Linked DNA regions of Mus musculus: all the other regions are linked to region 2. Evidence: chromatin contacts called from public promoter capture Hi-C data. All regions are on one chromosome and are shown on one strand. Each heading gives the region's core, a stretch centred on a gene start, on an enhancer-like site or on the middle of the called end of the contact. The rest is flanking DNA. Distances are from core to core; before and after follow the strand shown. Region 1 holds the start of Mir155hg (Mir155 host gene (non-protein coding)). Region 2 has its middle 22 kb from the start of Gm41484. Region 3 holds the start of Jam2 (junction adhesion molecule 2). Region 4 holds the start of Mrpl39 (mitochondrial ribosomal protein L39).

Region 1 (2,700 bases), core at 119-2,618, 2.6 Mb before region 2:
CTGGTTACAGTGGCAAAGTTTGTTTGTATGTATGTATATGTGTGTGTATGTATGTATGTATGTATGTATGTATGTATGTATGTATGTATGTATATGTGTGTATGTATGTATGTATGTATGTATGTATGTATGTAGATATATGTGTGTATATGTATATGATGAAAGTTGAAGATGAGTATGAATATGATGCCCTTTCTTACAGCTCCAAAAGTTCATCTACCCTACTCTGTATGTGTGTGTCTGTGTGTGTGTGTTATATGTGTGAGATACATGTGTGTGTGTGTGTTACCACAAAAAAATTACTAAAAATAAAAAGATCCAGTATAGGACATATTCTTCTCTGAGTACCTTAGCTGATAACATTTTCCCTGGCAAATCAGCAAGACTAGACAGATTGTGACATTCTATGCCTCCCTTATACCTCAAAATATTATCCTGAAGAAAAGTCTAATTATATTCTCCTGGAATGTCCTTAGGTTTAGGCTATACCACAGAGAAATGGTGATATGCCACATAGTGAATGGGACCTGGACTTACGATTTGTCTGAACTAAATATAGTGCTTAAGGTTGGTCGAGATTTTTACCTAAGGTCAAAAGAGTTGATTGCAATAGCAATTCCTAACATTATATTTTATTATTTATTGAGACGGGGTCCAATATAGCCCAAGCTGACCCCAGAGGTGATAAGTAATTGGGAACAGCCCTGAGCTCATGATCCTCCTAAGTCCATCTCTCAAGTCCTGAGATCAAAGGCTGCACCAGTGTCCATGTATGTGGTACTTGGGAATCAAACCTAGGCTTTTCATGTAGATAGATGATAGATAGATAGATAGATAGATAGATAGATAGATAGATAGATAGATAGATAGATAGGTGTGTATGTGTGCACACATGTATGTATATATGTAATATACATATATATGTATATATGGCTATACATATATATGTATATATGGCTATATATATATAGCCAGATGTGGTGGTATATGGCTATAATTCCAGAATTTGGGAGACTGAAGTGTAAGGTCATGAGTTCAAGGCCAGCCTAGGTTATATAGGGCAACCTTGGCTACCTATACTAAATATATTCTTGGTAATACCTTTATTCAGATGGTATCTTTAAAGGATAGAAACAGAACTTATAGATAAGTTATTTACTTAAATTGGAATGGGGTTATGTAGGCACTCATGCACACATGCACAGTTGCATATATTCTCCCTAATGGGTCAATAATATGGCATGAAGTAGAACACTAGAATCTTAATAGATTTACTGAGGACTTACTGAGTTCAATGCACTATGAAGAGAAAAGGTATTATTACAGTCTTTCTTTTGGCTGAAATAAAATCCAAGATTGAAACTGTGTAATTCACAGACTTTCCTCATGAAACCAGCTCATCTGAGAAAACAGCAAAGTTTAAAAAAGAAATACTATCAGTAAGTATGATATATTTCCTTGGTTTGGAAATTTCCAAGCCACGATATTCTGCCCTGTCAAAATATATTCACTGGGGAATTTTTAACTTGATGCATTTCTTTTGAACTTAATCACATTTCTACATCTAGCTGGTTTCATTATTAAAGAAAAGAAAAGGTGGTTCCCCTCTGGTCCTAAAGGGAACCACAGACTTGAGTGATGCTTGAACTTCTAGGTTCGCGTACAGTAACACTGAAACCAGAAACTTGTGGGAGAAATGTCACTTTATCTGAGAGAGTAAAATCCAACTCTAACAGGAAACAGCAAATTCATCTTTTTTCTTTTTCTAAACCACTCTGCTGGAGACAAGTCCCTTGAGTCAGAGCTCTTTAAGGCGCACTTCCTTTACATGGGTCAAACTGAAGCCACCGGTTTGTGAGTCCCCAAAGGAATCACTGGAGGACAACAGGAGCATTTTCAGATACCTTTCAGGGCAGACCTGCCCTGGCTGTACCCCCTATCTTGAAGAAAAAGAAAAACGAATAAGGTGAAAATCGCAACTACTATTTATAGAATCAAAATGGGTTCATCCATTGAGTTTTAACTTTCAAAAATCATAAAGTACCATCCTAAATATCTGAGATTTCTTGAATTGCCTAGTGACCTGTGGGATGTACGTCAGAATATTACCCAGAACTGAAGTTGTGTCCTTTGAACTTCAGCATTGTAGAACTATGAACCGTGGCTGTGTTAAAAATGATACATGTATTCAAATATTTCCACAGAATTTAAAGTTTGATTTTATAATTAGTTTTTAAATTGCAAACCTTACAAAAATTTTCCAAAATTTACTTAGAAGCATTTCAGAGCTCTTTTCTTTCAAAGCTGAAGTCTACCTTGCCTTCAGATTCATAATCGTTCACTCTACTTTATAACTAACTGTGTGCGTACACACAACTATTTCTTTTTCTCTTTGCAGGTGCTGCAAACCAGGAAGGGGAAGTGTGTGGTTTAAGTTGCATATCCCTTATCCTCTGGCTGCTGGAGGCTTGCTGAAGGCTGTATGCTGTTAATGCTAATTGTGATAGGGGTTTTGGCCTCTGACTGACTCCTACCTGTTAGCATTAACAGGACACAAGGCCTGTTACTAGCACTCACATGGAACAAATGGCCACCGTGGGAGGATGACAAGTCCAAGAGTCACCCTGCTGGATGAACGTAGATGTCAGACTCTATCATTTAATGTGCTAGTCATAACCTGGTTACTAGGATAGTCCACTG
Region 2 (2,978 bases), core at 143-2,642:
CAAACAAACCAAAAACCCAGCCCCAACTGTCTACGATTTATAGAGCACTTACTACATACCAGACATTGTGGACCTACTTCAGGAGCCATGTCGGTAACTCCTCGCAAATAGCGCTATTATTCCACTTTACAGGTATAGATATCGAGACTCGAGTACCACACAGCCTGTAAGTGGCATCCAGGTTTGAATTCCAGATGCAGCTCACTGCTATGTCTACCATCACAATGCTCTGCAAACAGGCAGCATGGCAGCTAAGCACCATAGTGAAATACTGAGACTCAGAATCTCTGGAGTTTTATGATTTCAGGAGAGACGACATGATTGCAGTACAGTATCTGATATTGTCCTGTTAATCTAAAGCAGATATTCTCAACCAAGGGCAACTTTTCCTCTAAGAGATACTTGACGGTATCTGGAGATAGGTTTACAACTGGAGGCGTCTACTGCCTTCTACTGGGGAGAAGCAGAGATGCTTTTCAGCATTCTGCAATAGAGAAGGTCCTTCAACAGAACTGCCAAGCCCAGACATTCCACATGCTAAGACCCACAGTTTGGTCTGGTTGTTTTCTAATGCCCACTGGATCTTTACGGGCTGTAATTATCTATATCTGTTTTAATACTCTTTTTTATGACACCTTTTTTGAGTGATACCATGAGTCCTTTTAGGAGACAAGAGTGCAATGAAAGAGAGAAAGTGACTTTCAAAGAATCTCTTGAGCAAGTGAGCACCTTCTTTGGCACAGAATGTTCCAAGAACTCTATTTTGAGAACAGTGACCCAACAGCCAACTGTCTGGCACTCACTCATCCATCACTATCAGAGTTGGTACTTCCTGGAATCCTGCCTGTCCCCAGAAAGTGCTCGGGGGTAGGAAGAGTGGTTACCAGGGAACATGCCGTTGCAGTGAGAAAGCAAAAGAAAATCGCAACAAACCCACAACCCAATGCCAGCCCTAAGAGTTTCTCACAGTCCATAAGTCAAAGAAAGCTCAGTTGTTTCCAAACTACTCATGAGACATGTTCTCTGTGGTTTTCAGGCACAGAGGAGAAACTACACAGAAAATGCACAGTTCTGTGGTTTGAAAATCAAAACTCTATTAGTCAAAAGATAAGTGCTACGAGTTTCAGAAATAAACATATGTCCCAACTGCCTATACTGAACAAGTTCTAAAGTTAAAGGGCATAGAACTTGGCAGAGAGTATCGTTGTTTACATTACAGAACCAACACACAAACTTTGTAGAAATTCTTATCAATCCAAGAAAACATCATATTGCCTTTACTGTATTCATCTATGTCCAAAGCAATTCGTTAGGTGTTGTTTGGCTGGTGTCTGGTTTGAGCAGTTCATCACTCCATCTTACCACCATTAATCATCACATCTGTTTCTTTCAAAAGCATTCCAGACTTTATTATCCAATTCTCAGTAAAGTTTATTTATCCCTCTTGAATGTTCTTAACTGTTCCATGTCAAAGAAAAACACAGAGTGATTTATCGTTACTGTGTCGTCGTTTTCAGATTGTGATGCTTGGATAAATTTTATTCATATGTTTGTTCCATCCTCAGATGTCTTGATCTTCCCAAACTCCCAAAATCCTTATCTTTCAAAGCTTAACCTAGAGTCAATTTCCTCGTCACTGCAATGATGGATGCAAAGCAAGGATCACCTCCAGCAAAATCATAATCACAGCACCCAGCACAACACTGTAAGGACCCGGGCCCTTTCTCTGTGGCTGATACCTGCTGCTCAGGCTGAAATGTATGGCTAGAATTCTGCTTGCAACTCTCAAGAATGATGCAAAGCTTTCCAAAGCTGTGAGGTTATACAAGAGGACAATAGGTGGATTTTAAAAGTAGCCTGTAGGTAAATATCAAGAAATGTGAGATTATGGGAGGGATGGGGTAGGGGCTCAAGGAAAAAGAATCATGTATGTCTCAGAAAAATCAAACTGCCAAAGTATTAAAGAACACCTCTGGGAGAAGGGTGCTTCTGGAAACAAGTCAACACAAGATTTGTAAAAGTGAGGGATTTCAAACAAACTTTCAATAGCCTAGCTAAGAGATTCATTTGAGTCATCCAAGTTAAGTAGGATATTGTGGAACATCACTGAGGTTCTAAAGGAAATTCCCCTAACATAAATAACATTCTGGCTGATGAATCCCTTGCCAACCTTCATTCAAAAATAAATAAGTAAGCTGTTCATTTGAAAAGCCTTGGAATGTGGCTCCACGGTGGAACGCTTGCAGTCTTAGTTAGGGTTTCTATTGCTGTCATAAAACACCATGACCAAAAACAATTTGGGAGGAAAGATTTTATTTCCTTTAACAACCTGTATCCCATTATCAGGCAGGCATGGTACTGGAGGAGGTGAGAGGTCTACATCTTTGTATGCAGGCCTCTAAGAGAAGACTGACTTCCAGGCAGCTAAACCTAGGGTATTAAACCCTTGTCCACAGTGAAACACCTACTCCAACAAGGCCAGACTTCCTAATAGTGCCACTCCCTGGGCCAAGCATATTCAAACCATCATGTTCCACTCCCTGGCCCCCATAGACTTTTCAAAAATATGAGTCTATTGGGACTATACCTAAACATACCATAATGCAAAATACATTTAGTCCAACTTCCAAAATCCCCATAGTCTATAGCAGTCTCAATAATATTAAAAGTCCAAAGTTCAAGCTCTCTTCTGAGATTCATCCAATCATGTAACTGCAATCCCCAAAGCAAGACAGGAAACCAGCTGGACAAACTCCAAACTCAGCATCTCCTTGTCTGATGTCAAAGTTGTCTTCAGATCACCAACTCCTTTTCCATCTTTGTTGACTATAACAAACTTCTTTCTCCTGAGCTGGTTCCACTCCCTGTTAGCAGCTTTCCTTAGCAGATAGACCAAGGCTCTGGCATCTCAAACATCTTGGAGTCTCCAAAGCAACTTCTTTCAATGTCTGGGATCCACACATGATCTTCTGGGCACC
Region 3 (3,040 bases), core at 404-2,903, 2.5 Mb before region 2:
TCTCTGAGTGACCCCAGACCCATAAAACACCAACAACAAAATGACAGATTAATCTAAGAAAACAGATTAAACAGTCTCTAAAGAGGCACATGCGTCTCTCACTCTCAACATCAGAACCACTGAAGCAAACAATGCCAAGGCAATGGATATTTCCCCAAGGCATCTCATCCGAGAGAAGGGGGAGGCGCCATCTAGAGGGGCCACTCACAATTCCCGTGGTTCTAAGAACCTGTCTTACCACCCTATAGGACGAGACTGAAGACCAGACAATGGCTTAGATGTGGGCTGCATGGATGTGTGGATCCTTGGCTCTGTATTTTATCTCACTTCAGGGCCCCAAAGACAGACTTGGGGTTCACTGGAACTCTACAATGTGGCTATATCGAATCAATCAATCAATCAATCAATATCTCTCCCTTTCTCTTCTCAGTTTTCACGACTAATTTGACTCTTTTAATTGGATTGTCAAGGACAATTGACTTAACCTGTCTCTGAGCACAGGCCTTAAGTCTTTTTTTTTTTTTTTTTTTTTTTTTGCCTTAAGTCTTAAGTTAGATGACACCCTTACTCCCTTACTGTTTGTGAGTTTGGGCTACCAGCTCCATTTTTGCCTTTTTTTTTTTTTTTTTTTTTAACTTTGCTTTTCTTGCCCTCAGGGGTCTTCTGTCCCCTCCCCTTCCCCATGAGGGCCAAAGCTTTCATCACTGTTGCCCAGGCAACAGTGGGGATGCCTCATTCCTCACAGCTCTGCATATCTAAGTATATCTTAAGCCTTTGTCCGCAAGGCTGGCTCAATTCTTTGTAAGTGGTCCACCACTAAATCAGCCATCCTCTACACATAATTATTTATTATTTAGCTTTATTTAAAACGATTTTAAAAAATGTCTTCACCTGACAACGGCCTTTACACAGACGGGTCAATTTTCTTGAATGCCCCAGCCATCAGTTCTGGAGAGGAAATGTGAAAATCGCCTTTGCAAGTGCACGCTTCCGAAGTGCGGGTCAATTTTAAAGCACGCACTGGAGCATTCATAATGGATTTCCCTTTTAAAAGCACATGAGACCAAAAATAAACCTGACAAAAGGGCAGCTGTAGAGTTTTAACATGTGGAAAACTCCACAGGCGGCAGTTACATAACGGGGAAGAAACAAGATAAATATTTCACACCGTTAGATGAACTTCCAGATGACAACTAAGAAGCCAAGAGCCCAGAACACACCTTAACTCTCTAAGGGGTTGGGGGGACGGGGAGGACGGACTTGAAGCCAGAAGAGGCTAAGCCTGATGATAAAATCTGGGACCTGACTTGCAACTTGAGTGATGCCTTTGTCCCCCGCCCCCTCCGCCCCTCCCCACCCCCCCTTTCTAGAGGCAGGGGCTGAGCTCATGCCCCTATACTTTAAGAGCGCTTCGCCAGCGGTTTTGTCCGCTAGATAGAAATTTTCCAAAAAATATCTCCCACGCTAGGCAAAACACTGAAAAGGAAGTTTTTTTGCGCCAAGAGGAGAGACATGGCGAGACAGACCGAGCCACTACCGCTCCCAACACACACACACCCTGCCCATCCCACCCGGCTGCGCTCCTCCTGCCCCCAGCTCCTCGCCCTGGGGACAGCTGGCAGCCTAGCGCGGGACTAGACACAAAGCGGATCAGTCTGGGGGCGGGGGGCCGACCTGCAGGGTTCTCCCTCAAGAGGCTAGTCCTCTGCCGCCACTCGCTTAGGACCCTGCGGACACCGCGTCCCGCGTCCACGCCCTCCCCTCAACCCTCTTCCACCCTTCAAAAGAAGGACTGTCCCAGACACCACGTCCTAGGGCCAGAAGACCTGCCCCCACGACAGTCGCTGGAGACACCCCAGACCGGAGAGACTGACATCGGGACAGGACCCGCCCCTCTGCTTCCACCTCTCAGGGACCTCCTCTGCTCCGCCGCCGGGCGAAGTGCTGGGAGACCCAGCCGCCTGTCGCGCTCCTGCAGGGGGACCCTCAGCTAGGCAGCCAGCTGGCGCCCGCGTAGATGGCGAGGAGCCCCCAAGGCCTCCTGATGCTGCTGCTGCTACACTACTTGATCGTCGCCCTGGACTGTAAGTCTCTGGGGTAACAGTCCTTTCCACCCTCCGGTCTGGCTATACCAGCCTCCGGGACCCTCGCCTGCAGGCATGGCGCTCAGTGCTAGGGGGTCTGTCTCGGGGCGCCAGGCTTTGCAGTCTGGGAGCACGGAGGGTAATCTGGATGAGGGCAGGCTCTGGGCAGGGAGACTGAAGTCCTGTGCGTCTTGTAAATAGTGTTGGATCTGGGCAGTTAAGAATTGAAGAAAACAGACGATCCTCATCTCCTTGCAAAGTCCGAGGAAGTTTTCAAAGACACCGGGACGTGATCAGAATGCAAAACTCTCTAAGTATTCAAGATGCGAAGAGCCCAAGAAAGATGGCATCCGGGGTTGGCGAAGGCCACTCTTAAGTAGCTGCGGCTGAGGGATCAGTGGTTACGGTCCCAGCTGCCCCGGGCAAGGTGCTGGGTAAAGCACTTTAGAGGCGGTAGCGGGGTGAAATTAGCTGAGCCCCAGTAGCTTTTCGCCTTTACGCCTGCAAAACCGGCTTAGAGAAGTCTGTCCGCTCCAGCCAGCTGCCGTGTCCTCAGGGGATGTCCAGCCAGCGGGACTGGCTGTTAGGATTGTTAGAAAGGCGCAGGCGATGAATGAGCGAGCTGGCAGCTGGCATAGCTGCGGAGGCGTCCCAAAGCCAGTTTAGTTTCTCTGGGTACTTTGAAAGAGGATTTGCGCGGGTGCTGGCCTAATGTGATTTGAAATTTGATTTTTGTTTTCTTCGCGTTAACTTTTTAGGAAAAGGTAGGAAATTACTATCTATTTTTAAGTGAGGAAGTCCTTGTTGTTGTTGTTGTTGTTGTTGTTGATGATGATGATAAACACCCTCCCCCTCCCTGTTATCTTTTGTTCTGTTGGTTTCTTCACTAGGGAGGGGTAAATGTGTTATTGTTGAGGTTCAAGTTCTAGTCACAGTACTTAATAGTAGTTCAATTA
Region 4 (2,984 bases), core at 398-2,897, 2.5 Mb before region 2:
TACAGAGTCCCATTAGGGCCTTAGGCTTGTCTTACTCTCCTCTATAATCCCCTACTGTCTACCACACAGCATGTGCTACGAAATACATGAAAATCAAATGAGTCATTATCACCAGTGCTTGTTTAACTGCCAGAGTGGAGACTGAGTACACATCAGAGCCTTACCTAGAACCAATGCTGTCAATTACCCTAATGGTACTATTACAGAGTCTTTTAAAAAGCTAAACAACAGCCAACCGTGCCTATCTACTATTCGGGAGATATTTCAGTTTAAATATCCTATCTATGGAAGCCCTATCCAAATCCTATCAGTACCTTTACAGCCAACGACCTCTCTAACAATAGAAACAAAACAATTAACGTCAGCATTCACTATACTTATGTTTCCATTCACACATTTAGTACCTATACTAGATAAAACCACAACATGGGACAAGTAGGAAGGAGATGAGACATATACTCGGGGGGAAAAAAAAAACTAAAAAGATAAAGGTAGAATAAATGAAAACTCAAGAAAAAAACAAACCAAAACAAACCAAAAAAACAACCCTCAAAATACTTTAATGAGACCTGCTAGATAAATGCTCCCAGAACATGCATATTACATAGTCATATTCAGACAAACTAGGGAGACAACCTGTACAGCAGAGAAATGCTACGATACCCACCGTACCCACAAAACAAAGGGGACAGTGGGTGGCAAAATGGCTGCAAATAAATTCTACAGCTTCGCCAAGTAATGACAGCATGTTCCCCTCTGCAGTGCTCTGCACAGCGCGTGTAAAATGGTCAACATTGTTCTGCTGCTTACGCATGGCACAACTGTAAGGGGTTGAGATGTTTTTATTCATCACGAAGACAGTGCCGGGATCAGTTTTCCCAACATGCTTAACTTCGATCTTCTCCGTTCGGGGGGTTAACGATAACTGCCTGCTTTTCTCTCTGTTAAACAGATCATTCCGCATTTCTGTCAGCTCCGTGGGTGACAGCTCGGCAGCTGGCGACGTCGCTATAAATCCTATTAAGAAAGCAAAGTACGTAGTTTACTCTGGACCTGTAACAAGTATTGAAAACGGTAGAATTTTGCAGAACATAAGTCAAAAATTCGACTGAGGCAAACTTGAACCACTTTATAATGTTAATAATTTAGGATCCAACAACGAAAAAACAAAAAACAAAAACGCTGGGCTCTGATTTACTCTCACATCACCACCGATTTCCTCAGTGGCGTCCTAAAACCAGACTCGATTGGGAAGGAGAGCAAAGTTGTAGTTGGAAACGGTCTGGAGGGGAGGAGAACGCTCCAGGAAGGCGGAATCCCCGTGTCCAAACGATCAATAGCTAGCATGAGAAATGCTGAACTTTTCTTCCACACCCCAAAGCAAGGGACTTGGCTAGGCAAGCGCGAGTCCTCACTCCCTGGGAGATGGGGACATGTTTGCCGAAGACTGGGGCTCCTAAAACCCCCCACAAGAGCCGCCCATGCCCGCATCCCTTCTCTTTCCCTGATTCCTGCACCCCAGATTGTCTTCCCACACCGGGAACACAAAAAACTCACTCCAGCGAGCCCCGCCGCCCGCGCCGGGCCGCCGAAGAACCAGCCTTCCCACCGCGGTAGCCATGGCTTCCCGAAGTAGCCAAGGTAGCTCGGCGTCCCGGTCCTTCTCGTCCCTCTTCCCCCGGAAACGCGGAACCCGCGGCGGAGGTTCCGTAGGACTGATCAGCTCGGGACCGGATGCTAGGAGCGCGCCGAGCCACGCGGGGGCGCATGCGCGCCTCTCCTTGGATGGCTCACCCTTGGCCGCGCTGCGAGTCTTGTCCTTGGCTCGGGGACGACCGGCTGCCCTGAGGAGTCGCAGAAGTGTCTATTGGACAGAGGAGTCACACAGGCGCCTTTGTCTCACGAGGGTTCCAGATTCCCGGCAGAAAAAAATTAGAGGAGGACTCTTTGCGTTACGTCTTTGACAGTCTGGCCAGCCACGCCGGGTACAACTCTAGAGGGTGGAAATAAAAGAGGTTTGCAAAAGTGAGTTTCAGGTCGGCTGCAGTGGGGCTGAACCCGGTTCACCGTTTAGTCGGCCACGTTCCTGGGCTCTTGGAAACACGTCGTGTTGATTTTGCAAAGAACGTCCTAGAACTCTTTTCCGAATGATCTAGGCACGACTGCACGGAGTAACCGGGAATCTGTGTCTCGTCCCTGGATGTATCCCAGAAACGCAAACCGTGCTTGGCAGCTCAGCAAATATTTGTTATGACGGTTGGTAAAAACACACTGCTACATCTAACGCCTTTGTGGTGCCAGCACGTTCCCGTTGGAGCAGCATTCTTTACTTCTGCAAAGCTGAACCAATGAACCAATATAGTTTTATAAATTTAGTCAGGAATTTTCACATGATCCCTACTTTTAACTTGTGGTGGAGCACACACTGCCACCAGGCGGAAGGGTAAGCTCGGTCACAAATGCTATGTTTTATGCCACACAAATGTGCTGTCTCCTTGGCCCAAATAATACATGTTTACAATTGCATAGGGAAAGTGTTAAGACCTTTCCTCATCTTTAAGGCAAGACATGTAAGTATAAATTTGGATTCAACCATTCAATATTGTACTGGCCTATCTCATGTAAAGTCCTCGGCCGAGAATAGTGACTGATGCCTGCAATCCCTCCTCAAGAAGGCTTAGGTAGGAGCTGGAGAAGCCTTTAGCTACTTAACACACCTTTTCCTAACAATAGAAGTTCTAAATCAACTCTGGAAAAGTGTGCGCGCGTGTGAGCGTGCATGTGTGTTTCTTCCTTAAATGTTCTATGGTTCCCCTGAAAGCTTTCAGCTTCACAGCTTTTAGAGATTGTGTCCATTTCACCCCACCCCGAAAACTATAGTTCACGGCCACATTTAAAACAATCCTCTGGACGTTAGCTTGAGAAAAATTAATCATAAGCACATCTGCACACAGCTGATTGGAGCGTCTACTATCGCAGAAAGT

Evidence for each region. Promoter capture Hi-C pulls out the DNA fragments that hold promoters and counts their contacts.
Region 1: a promoter capture Hi-C map of cranial neural crest shows a contact between it and region 2. The contact joins the promoter of Mir155hg here to the enhancer-like site in region 2. A contact is called at or near these places in 4 of 39 promoter capture datasets (the 3T3-L1 cell line, the HPC-7 cell line, cranial neural crest and 1 more).
Region 3: a contact with region 2 is called in a promoter capture Hi-C map of liver, with 4 times the contacts expected there. The contact joins the promoter of Jam2 here to the enhancer-like site in region 2. A contact is called at or near these places in 6 of 39 promoter capture datasets (the 3T3-L1 cell line, the C10 cell line, cranial neural crest and 3 more) and 1 of 115 datasets of contacts at active chromatin or transcription factors (stem cell-derived neural progenitor cells).
Region 4: a promoter capture Hi-C map of the HPC-7 cell line shows a contact between it and region 2, with 8 times the contacts expected there. The contact joins the promoter of Mrpl39 here to the enhancer-like site in region 2. A contact is called at or near these places in 11 of 39 promoter capture datasets (the 3T3-L1 cell line, 3T3-L1-derived adipocytes, the HPC-7 cell line and 7 more), 2 of 115 datasets of contacts at active chromatin or transcription factors (cardiomyocytes and embryonic forebrain) and 2 of 9 other capture datasets (adipose tissue and liver).

Annotation. Positions count from the first base shown.
Region 1 is chr16:84,711,655-84,714,354 of GRCm38.p6, forward strand. Mir155hg (Mir155 host gene (non-protein coding)) reads left to right here and starts at 1,369. Exons shown (of 2, transcript NR_132106.1): 1 at 1,369-1,439; 2 at 2,399-2,700. Mir155 (microRNA 155) reads left to right here and starts at 2,486; the gene lies at 2,486-2,550.
Region 2 is chr16:87,267,274-87,270,251 of GRCm38.p6, forward strand. No RefSeq gene overlaps it. Among named protein-coding and RNA genes, the nearest start is that of Gm41484, 22 kb to the left of the region's middle. Within about 2 kb of position 1,393, at least 25 of the 459 cell types and tissues checked have an H3K27ac peak or open chromatin away from gene starts, as enhancers often do.
Region 3 is chr16:84,772,470-84,775,509 of GRCm38.p6, forward strand. Jam2 (junction adhesion molecule 2) reads left to right here and starts at 1,654. Exons shown (of 10, transcript NM_023844.5): 1 at 1,654-2,084. The coding sequence starts at 2,018.
Region 4 is chr16:84,733,597-84,736,580 of GRCm38.p6, forward strand. It overlaps Mrpl39 (mitochondrial ribosomal protein L39), which reads right to left and starts at 1,648. Exons shown (of 10, transcript NM_017404.5): 1 at 1,558-1,648; 2 at 811-1,017. The coding sequence starts at 1,621.